Linked DNA regions of Sus scrofa: region 2 is linked to region 1. The links are chromatin contacts, called in public HiChIP or PLAC-seq maps. All regions are on one chromosome and are shown on one strand. Each heading gives the region's core, a stretch centred on a gene start, on an enhancer-like site or on the middle of the called end of the contact. The rest is flanking DNA. Distances are from core to core; before and after follow the strand shown. Region 1 holds the start of MTFR2 (mitochondrial fission regulator 2). Region 2 holds the start of AHI1 (jouberin).

Evidence for each region. HiChIP or PLAC-seq counts read pairs in DNA pulled down with a chosen protein or histone mark.
Region 2: an H3K27ac HiChIP or PLAC-seq map of alveolar macrophages shows a contact between it and region 1. The contact joins the promoter of AHI1 here to the promoter of MTFR2 in region 1. A contact is called at or near these places in 1 of 5 promoter capture datasets (fetal skeletal muscle), 1 of 47 Hi-C or Micro-C datasets (heart right ventricle) and 2 of 2 datasets of contacts at active chromatin or transcription factors (alveolar macrophages and skeletal muscle).

Annotation. Positions count from the first base shown.
Region 1 is chr1:27,906,922-27,910,614 of Sscrofa11.1, forward strand. MTFR2 (mitochondrial fission regulator 2) reads left to right here and starts at 1,868. Exons shown (of 7, transcript NM_001190176.1): 1 at 1,868-2,192; 2 at 2,801-2,917. The coding sequence starts at 2,855.
Region 2 is chr1:28,563,827-28,567,556 of Sscrofa11.1, forward strand. AHI1 (jouberin) reads left to right here and starts at 2,453. Exons shown (of 28, transcript XM_003121183.6): 1 at 2,453-2,704; 2 at 3,082-3,144.

The DNA of each region.
Region 1 (3,693 bases), core at 618-3,117:
TAAACTAAATTTTCTGTGTTCTAGGTTTTAAACCAACTCTTAAGTGATTGACAAGAGTCAAGACAGCTCTTTGTGAACATGATTATATTGGAAAACAAAATCAGGCAGCAATTCACTTTTTTGCTTTTACAGAGGTCTAAATATTTTTGTTCAAAAATTGTATGAGTAGCTAATAAACACATAAGACCTCTGGATTGAAACACTACTACAATAACTGTCCTACTGTTTCTTTTATATAAGTTATTTAAAGGTTTGAATAAAGTAAATCCTGCTTTTAGACTTAAAAACGGTTAACTTAGATTTTGTAATTTTAATATATCACAAGTAAATAGCAATTTATATAGAGTAGGTATAGATAGGTAGCTCTCTTACATAATCATTTCCATTATCAATATAAAAAGCAGGAGACTTTCAGGACAATTTAATTTGAAATATGATTTTAATATCAAGGAAAATCTTGATCTTAGTGTCATAATATTTAAAAATTTTAAATAAACAAGTGTAAAGTTTTAATGAACCTTTAAGAGGTAGTTGATCTCTTAAATAGTGCTGGTTGGTTTAAGTGTACTGCATTCTACTACCCCTGAGAGGTTTCAAGCATAGGCAACAGAACAGAAGGAAAAAGGCTCTAAGTATTTTTCTTTCTTTTTGGAATGTAAAACTTCTGGGCATGTGCATCCCAACCTGGATATCCCCTTTTCATGAGATCCTATGGTTAGGGTTGGAGAGGCTATTATTGAAAGTCCAACAGATAGCACTCTTCAAAAGTGCTGGAGGTACAGAATGGGTCAAAAAGTTCCTATTCTGGAGTTTAGTTAGGCAACAGGTGGAGCATAAATATACATGATCCAAGTGCTATACAGAAAAATCAAGGGAAGGGGAGAGAGAGATGCTATTTATATATGGTGCTCAGGGAAATCCTCTCTGAAGTCTCCACTAGAATGTAAGCTCCAGGAAGTCAGGGACCTTAGCTGCCTTGCTCATTGCATTCCTTTTGCTCAGAAGGATGCGGGGCACATAGTAGACATTCATTGTAGTTGAATGAATTAAATGTGGGCACAGAGAAATCAGTTGAAAAATCCTCCAGTTTGTTAATTGTGAGGGTGAGCAGCAGATACAGCTGATCTTAATTATGTCACTCTAATGCAGTTTCGCTGAAATACGAGAAGCAGTACTATTGTCTAGTTTGAAGCCACTAACCTCAAATAAGGTATCACCTGTCATGAGTCGGTCGTCACTTTTGGCATCCTCTACTAAACCAGGTCAGCGTTCGGTCCATATTTGGCAGCATGGATAACCGAGAACGATTCGTCAATGAGCATTCTAAGTATGGCAATGCTGCAGATTCATCGATGACAGCGTTTAACTTCTGTTAATCCCAGAAGCATATAATAGATGTTCGCTGAATGGATGAATGAATATGAAACAGTAATCGTGACTCTCCACGAGAAGCAGACTTGGGAGAGCGGTCCCACTTCCAGTCTGGAGATAGGGGATGACATACTCTTCCCGCCAAGACATGTGGGGGGCAAGAAACCCGGTTTGCGATCCTGACCCCGAGGACCATAATCTCTCCCAACCGCCGAACCGTAGCCTGGAGCCTTCATGAGCGCGGGGGAGTTCTAAAGGCGCGTCAAGGGCCTGCGTCACCAGCTTGCGTCACCAGGCCCGCGCGCCCCGCCCCGCCCACCCGCCGGCTGTAGGTCTCCACTGGCTGCCTCGTTGGAGGCCCGCCCTCTTGAAGGAGAAGGAAACCCCGGTAGCCGGTCTAAATAATCTTAACTAACCATTTCTTAACCAATCACTAGCAGCGATCTTCAGCCTTATCCAATGAGATCGGGCACCCGTCGCGGCCCGCGGAGTTTAATTTTCCTCCAGGAACGCGGAAGTAGCGAGCGGGTCGTGGAGCCGAAGTACAGTTTGAGAGACTCCCGGGAGGGGGCTGCTCCTCCCGCAGAGTTAACGCTGCCGAGCAAGGGGGCTCCAGGGCCGAGCCCCGGGCTAGCGAGGCGCCGTTACCGCCCGTGGCCCGCAAGCTGAGGTGCGCGGGCGAGCGCGCTTCGACGTCTGAAAGCTCCTGGACCAGGACGAGTGCATGTCAGGCCTCGTCCTCTGCGGATTCCGCGGGAGGTTCCTTAACCATTTCAGCTTGAAGTTCCGGTGTTTGCCGGGAGGCTGGGCTTCGGAGGGAGGTGAGTCCGGTGACCTTGCTGAGTTTGGAGAGACCCGAAGGACGCTTGGGGCCAAAGCGTGTGACATGACTGGGCACTAGTCTCGGCCTGTTATTCAGTAGTTGGGTGACTAAGTCACGTCATCTATCTGGGGTTCATATTCCTTCTTTAAAGTGAGCGTGTGGGATGGGTGGTACTCTGATAAGTTAATGAGGAAGAGTTGCCTTTCATTTTGTCAAAGCCTTGAATTACTCCTTGCCTACTTTCAAGGATGGGCTGAACTCATCGCTTTTCCTAAGAGTCTCAACTCAAAGCTTTCGGGGAGAGCGTCTCTATTGTAATTAACCTGAAGGCTTCCCTGCTGTTTCCAATCTATCGTTGATTATTAACTAGGTCCCTTCAGAGGCTCAAAAAAAAAAAAAAGAAATCCTATGAATTTTTTAATGCATCTTAACTGATAAATTGAAGTTTCTCTTCCCAGCCCTTCCCCATTCATATTCTCTCTTCTCATCAAAATATTGCTGGACAGAGAAATTAGTTGATGGTGTAATGTGTAACGAAAGAATTTTCCCACAATTTGTGCGACAATTGTTTATCCAGTAATAATTAAAATTTCTTTTTCCCTGAAGGTATCAAGAAACTGATAATGTTTCCTTGAATTTGCTTCTGTCTTTGCTTCATCAATGTCCTTCATATTGAGTATTTTAAGAGTGATGCTGGAATATTTTGGTGTTCCCATAAACCAGGTAAATGTCTTTTAATGGATTTGAATGAACCTGTTGTATTTGTTTTGGGTCTCACTTTGGGACTAATGTATATGTCAACATTCAAGGCAAAATTGTTACATCTCAATAGGTGTAATGGAGGTGAGTTTGCAATAGTGTAGCTTCCATAGTCTGAGTTAAAAAAGGAGGTAAGATTATTAGGAACCTGTTTACTTGTTAGGTCAAATGGCAACAGAAGATACAAAGGAAGATGCAAAAGATAGACAAAACCTTCATAGGTAAAATATTTTAAAAACTTACATAGAATGGTGAGTTATAGTTCAACAAATTCAGAATAAATCTTAAGGAGAGAGATTTACTTAGGTGTGAGAATTATAAACAAATCAGATTCTGCCTATTGAGTAGCTACTACATCCAAGACAATATGCATGGTTCTGTGGGTGATGCAGAGTAGCAATGCATGGTTCTTGTATTCGTGATGCTTAAAATATAGTAGGAGGTATAAGAAACATAAACAGATACCCATAATACAAGTCTGAACGTAAGAGGGGGCTTACAGAATGGGCAAATCATTGCTATTTGGTGTGGTGAATTAGAGGAGACTAGTCCAGGATAATGCAGAGATTTTAAAAGTGAGTTGAAGAATGATGGGGCCATTAATATAAATAAGCAACTCAATATGAGAAACTAGTTTAAATAGGGAGATAATGGGAGTCAGATGTGCTGTTAGAATATATAAATACAAATGTCCTGCAGGTATATGGGTTCTACACTGTAGGAAAGAAAAGAGATTGAGA
Region 2 (3,730 bases), core at 1,203-3,702, 660 kb after region 1:
CTCCTCCATCCAATCAATCACTAAGTCCTAACAGGTTTTACCTCCTAAAAATCTCTTGAATTGATACGCTTCTGTCCATTCTGATGGCTCCTAGCCTTGCGCACACCACCACCAACCCTTACATGGGCTACAACAGCATCTTAACCGATGTTCCCAGTTCTAGGTTTGCTTTCTTTCCATTCACTTTTCTGTGCTACAGCCAGAGTTATCTTCCTGAAATTAAAAGCTGACCATTTTCCTCCGTGGTTAAAACCCTTCAATGGTTGGTTCCTCATTGACCTCAAAACATACTGTCTGGCTCTCTTCATAATTTGCTTACCTCTCTTGCCTTACTTCCTCCGAAAGCCCCTACTCCTATTCTTAACATTCCAGTAAACCATTCTGAATTTATTTCAGTTCTTAGATTATGCCAAGTTTTCTTTAGTGAGGACTATACTCCATCTTTTTCTACCTAGAAACCTTTCCCAACCTGAACAGCTCTACACCTTGTTTGGGTCTTTACTTAAATGTCATTTCTGCTAGGAAACATTCCCTGAACACCACCCCACCAGTACACCTCTGCAAGCTATTGTAAGGTCAGGGCAAGAGATGATAATAAATGTACATCTCAGCCATTCTGATAGACTGGGCAGTGTGTTATTAAAAGTCCCTGATGAAGAATGAGCAGCCAGAGTTACAATCTCTCTTTGTAAAGTGAGTACTCACATCACATTTGTGAGGAAAGATGAAGAATACATAAAATATCCACAATGCAACGATCCTAGAAGGAGCTCAATACATATCATCTGCTACTTATTCAACAAATGTTTTTAAAGTACTAATTAGTTGATAAGTACTGTGGTAGATATTAGAGCTAGTAAAAATTAAGATAGGATACAAAAAACTAAAATATAGCTTGTAGAATCAGTGTCCATAGAAAAATAGGAATATATAGTGGGAAACTTCGGCAGAATTATTCAACCTAGTTAAGATTCAAAGAATGGACAACATTTCAGCTGAGCTATTGAGGAGTAGGAGTTTACAAGGAAAGATTTTTCAGGAAGAGGGGACAATATGTGGAAGGTCTGGGCATCATAGGGTATGGATTATTTTGCATGATGCACATAATTCAAAACTGCTGAGGCATAAAAGTGAAATGAGGCAGTAAGAGATGAAACTAGTCAGGGAGATGGAATGTCTTGTACCCTAAGCAAAGTAACTTGACTTTCTCATACAGATCATCTTTGAAGATTTTTTAGGAAAGTGACATATCAGATCTACATTTTCAGTGAGGCCATCCTGATAACAGTGCACAGAATGGCATTCAGGGATCAAAACTATAGTTGAGTGACTGGTAAAGAGGCCATCTCGCAATAAGTGCTAAAACCTGGCCTGAAGCTGTGGGAGTTAAGATAGACTATACCCTGGGCGGGCGTGTTAAAAAGGTAGAATGGACATGATTTAATGTTTAGAGGCTTTTAGGATGTTCTACAGGTTTTTAAGTAGAACACTGGGAGGAAAAAAAAACAAGATAGAAATCCTGCAAGAGGATTCAATTTTAGGTGGAAAGATGGGGCTCCATTGGATTGGTAGTATTTCTCAGACTTATCACGGGATCTAGAGAAACAAATGAGATATGCTTTGTAGGGTGTGGTGATGCCAATGGGAATAGAAAAGCTGGCCTCCAAAGAAATATGCACAATATTCTTACAGTAGAAACGAAGCAACAGGTTTTAAGAGTGTGACTACAACTGCAGAAAATTCAAGAGTCGGGGAGGAAGAGTGACTTGCCTAGTATTTTTCCGTCCCTGGTGACTCAGAGCTAAAGATGGCGCCTGTGGCAAAAACTAGACGTGGGAGGGGGCACTGGAGCAGCAAAAGATGACTTTTTTTAAGGTTGCAGTTCTACTTTAAACACATAGGGAGATACCTCCGCACCAGACGAACTGTGGATAATTATTGTCCTTAAGATTTGGACCGCAGTACAACTCTTGCCTTCTCCACGCTTGAAAGGAGGTTTCACCGTGTGGGCGCGATGGGGTGGGAGGGGCCGAGTGTGTTTCTTTGCCTCGTTCACGTCTCAGTCTTGGCAGGTTCCAAGACAGAAAACCTTCCTGTTTTGCTCAACGCCGGCTACTTTCTGAGGCGCAGAGTGCTTCTTCGGGGGTGACAGTGGGGATGAGAGCAGGCTCTGCGGGGAACCTGTACATTCCTAGGGTCCCTTTCCCCTCCAAGGGGAATGCACCCTTTCTCTTAGGACGGCCGAGGCTTCGCGCTCTCCGCGCGGGCGTCAGGAGTTCAGCGCGCGGCCGCTAAGCGCGTGCCCGGCGGCAGTCTGAGGGCCCGTGAGCGAGCGCGCGCGCCGCCGCCGTAGAAGCCGCACTGCAGCACCTCCAGGCCCAGCGTAGGCGGCGCGGGGGCGGGGCCGCGGGGGGGCGTGGCGCGGCGTGGCTGGGAGAGGGGCACCAGGCAGGGCCGCGGTCCAGGCAGCAAGCGATGGCCGCTTCGGTTGCCATGGGGACGGCGGCGTAGGCAGGGGCTGACGTCAGAGGGTGGCTAGCTGCCCGCACTGCGGCACCCAGCGGGTTCTCAGAGCCCGGGTGGCTGGCGGCTGGGGCGGCTGCGCGGCCGCCTCACTCCCCGCCCGCCCCGCCTGGGCTCTTTTTCCGATCCCGGGGTTGGCTTCGGCGGGACCGGCAGTTGGCTGCTCTGCTCCCTTTTCTCCGTGAGTATCCTGCAGGCCTCCTGGTGGCCGGAGCCCGGGCCCGAGAGCTCGGCCTGCCCTAGCGCTCTCCTACGGCAGCGGCGCGGGCATGGAGGGCTGCTGGGGTCCGAGGGCGCGGGGGCGGCGGGCCGGGGAGGCAGAGAGGGGGCCGTGCTGCGCCACTGCAGTCTGATGGTCCCAGGACCGCGTAGTATAGGGATGTGGTTTTTGAGTTATCTCTGCGTACTTTTCTGCTCCGTTTCCTGGGCTTCTCTTCTGTGGAGAGTTGAGCCTGGAATGCTGAAAGAGTGAATGCAATCCTTTGCCTTACCGATTCCAGATTCTGGTTTAACAACGTTTAAATCAGATGCGCACTAAGTACGTTTATTTCTTTTTAGGGTGACAACCTGGTGCTGAATCTTGAACCTGTGAAATGCCTTCTTAATTACATCTGAGAAAAGGTGATCGATTTGTTACGTATATCAATAGGGTCGTTTCATATGTATACAAATAGAAGAAAATGTATGCTATTAAGCAGTCCTATCGAATTGCTGTGCTGCATTTCAGCATTACTGTGAAAAACATTTACTGAGCAGAGTATACGACTCTTCCTTTTCTTAAGAAAAAGATACTAAACAGTTTTTTCACCTGTTGCGTTTACGATTGCTGTTAACTGCTTGGATGTTCAGGAAGAAGATTGCTTGTTAAGAGGATTGAGAAATTAAAAAAAAATGTATTTGAAGGAAGTTCAAATACCACTAATTTTTTAAAATCGTATTTAAAACCAGATGTTTATGGAGACCATCTTGATTTATTAATTGAATTATATATATGAGGTTTTGTTTGTTTTGTTATTACTCTGCTATAAAATTCGGTTAAGGAGTGAATTATCCAAGCCTCTGCTTTTTCTTCGCTTGGTCTTTAGTCAGTTATCGGCTGATAATCAGGTATTAAGAGAAAAAAATAATAAAATGAGATGAAATGTAGTTCAGTTAATTTTCCTACTTGGTATCTCTTAGCAGGTCCCGTAAAAGGGTTTGTGAGGGA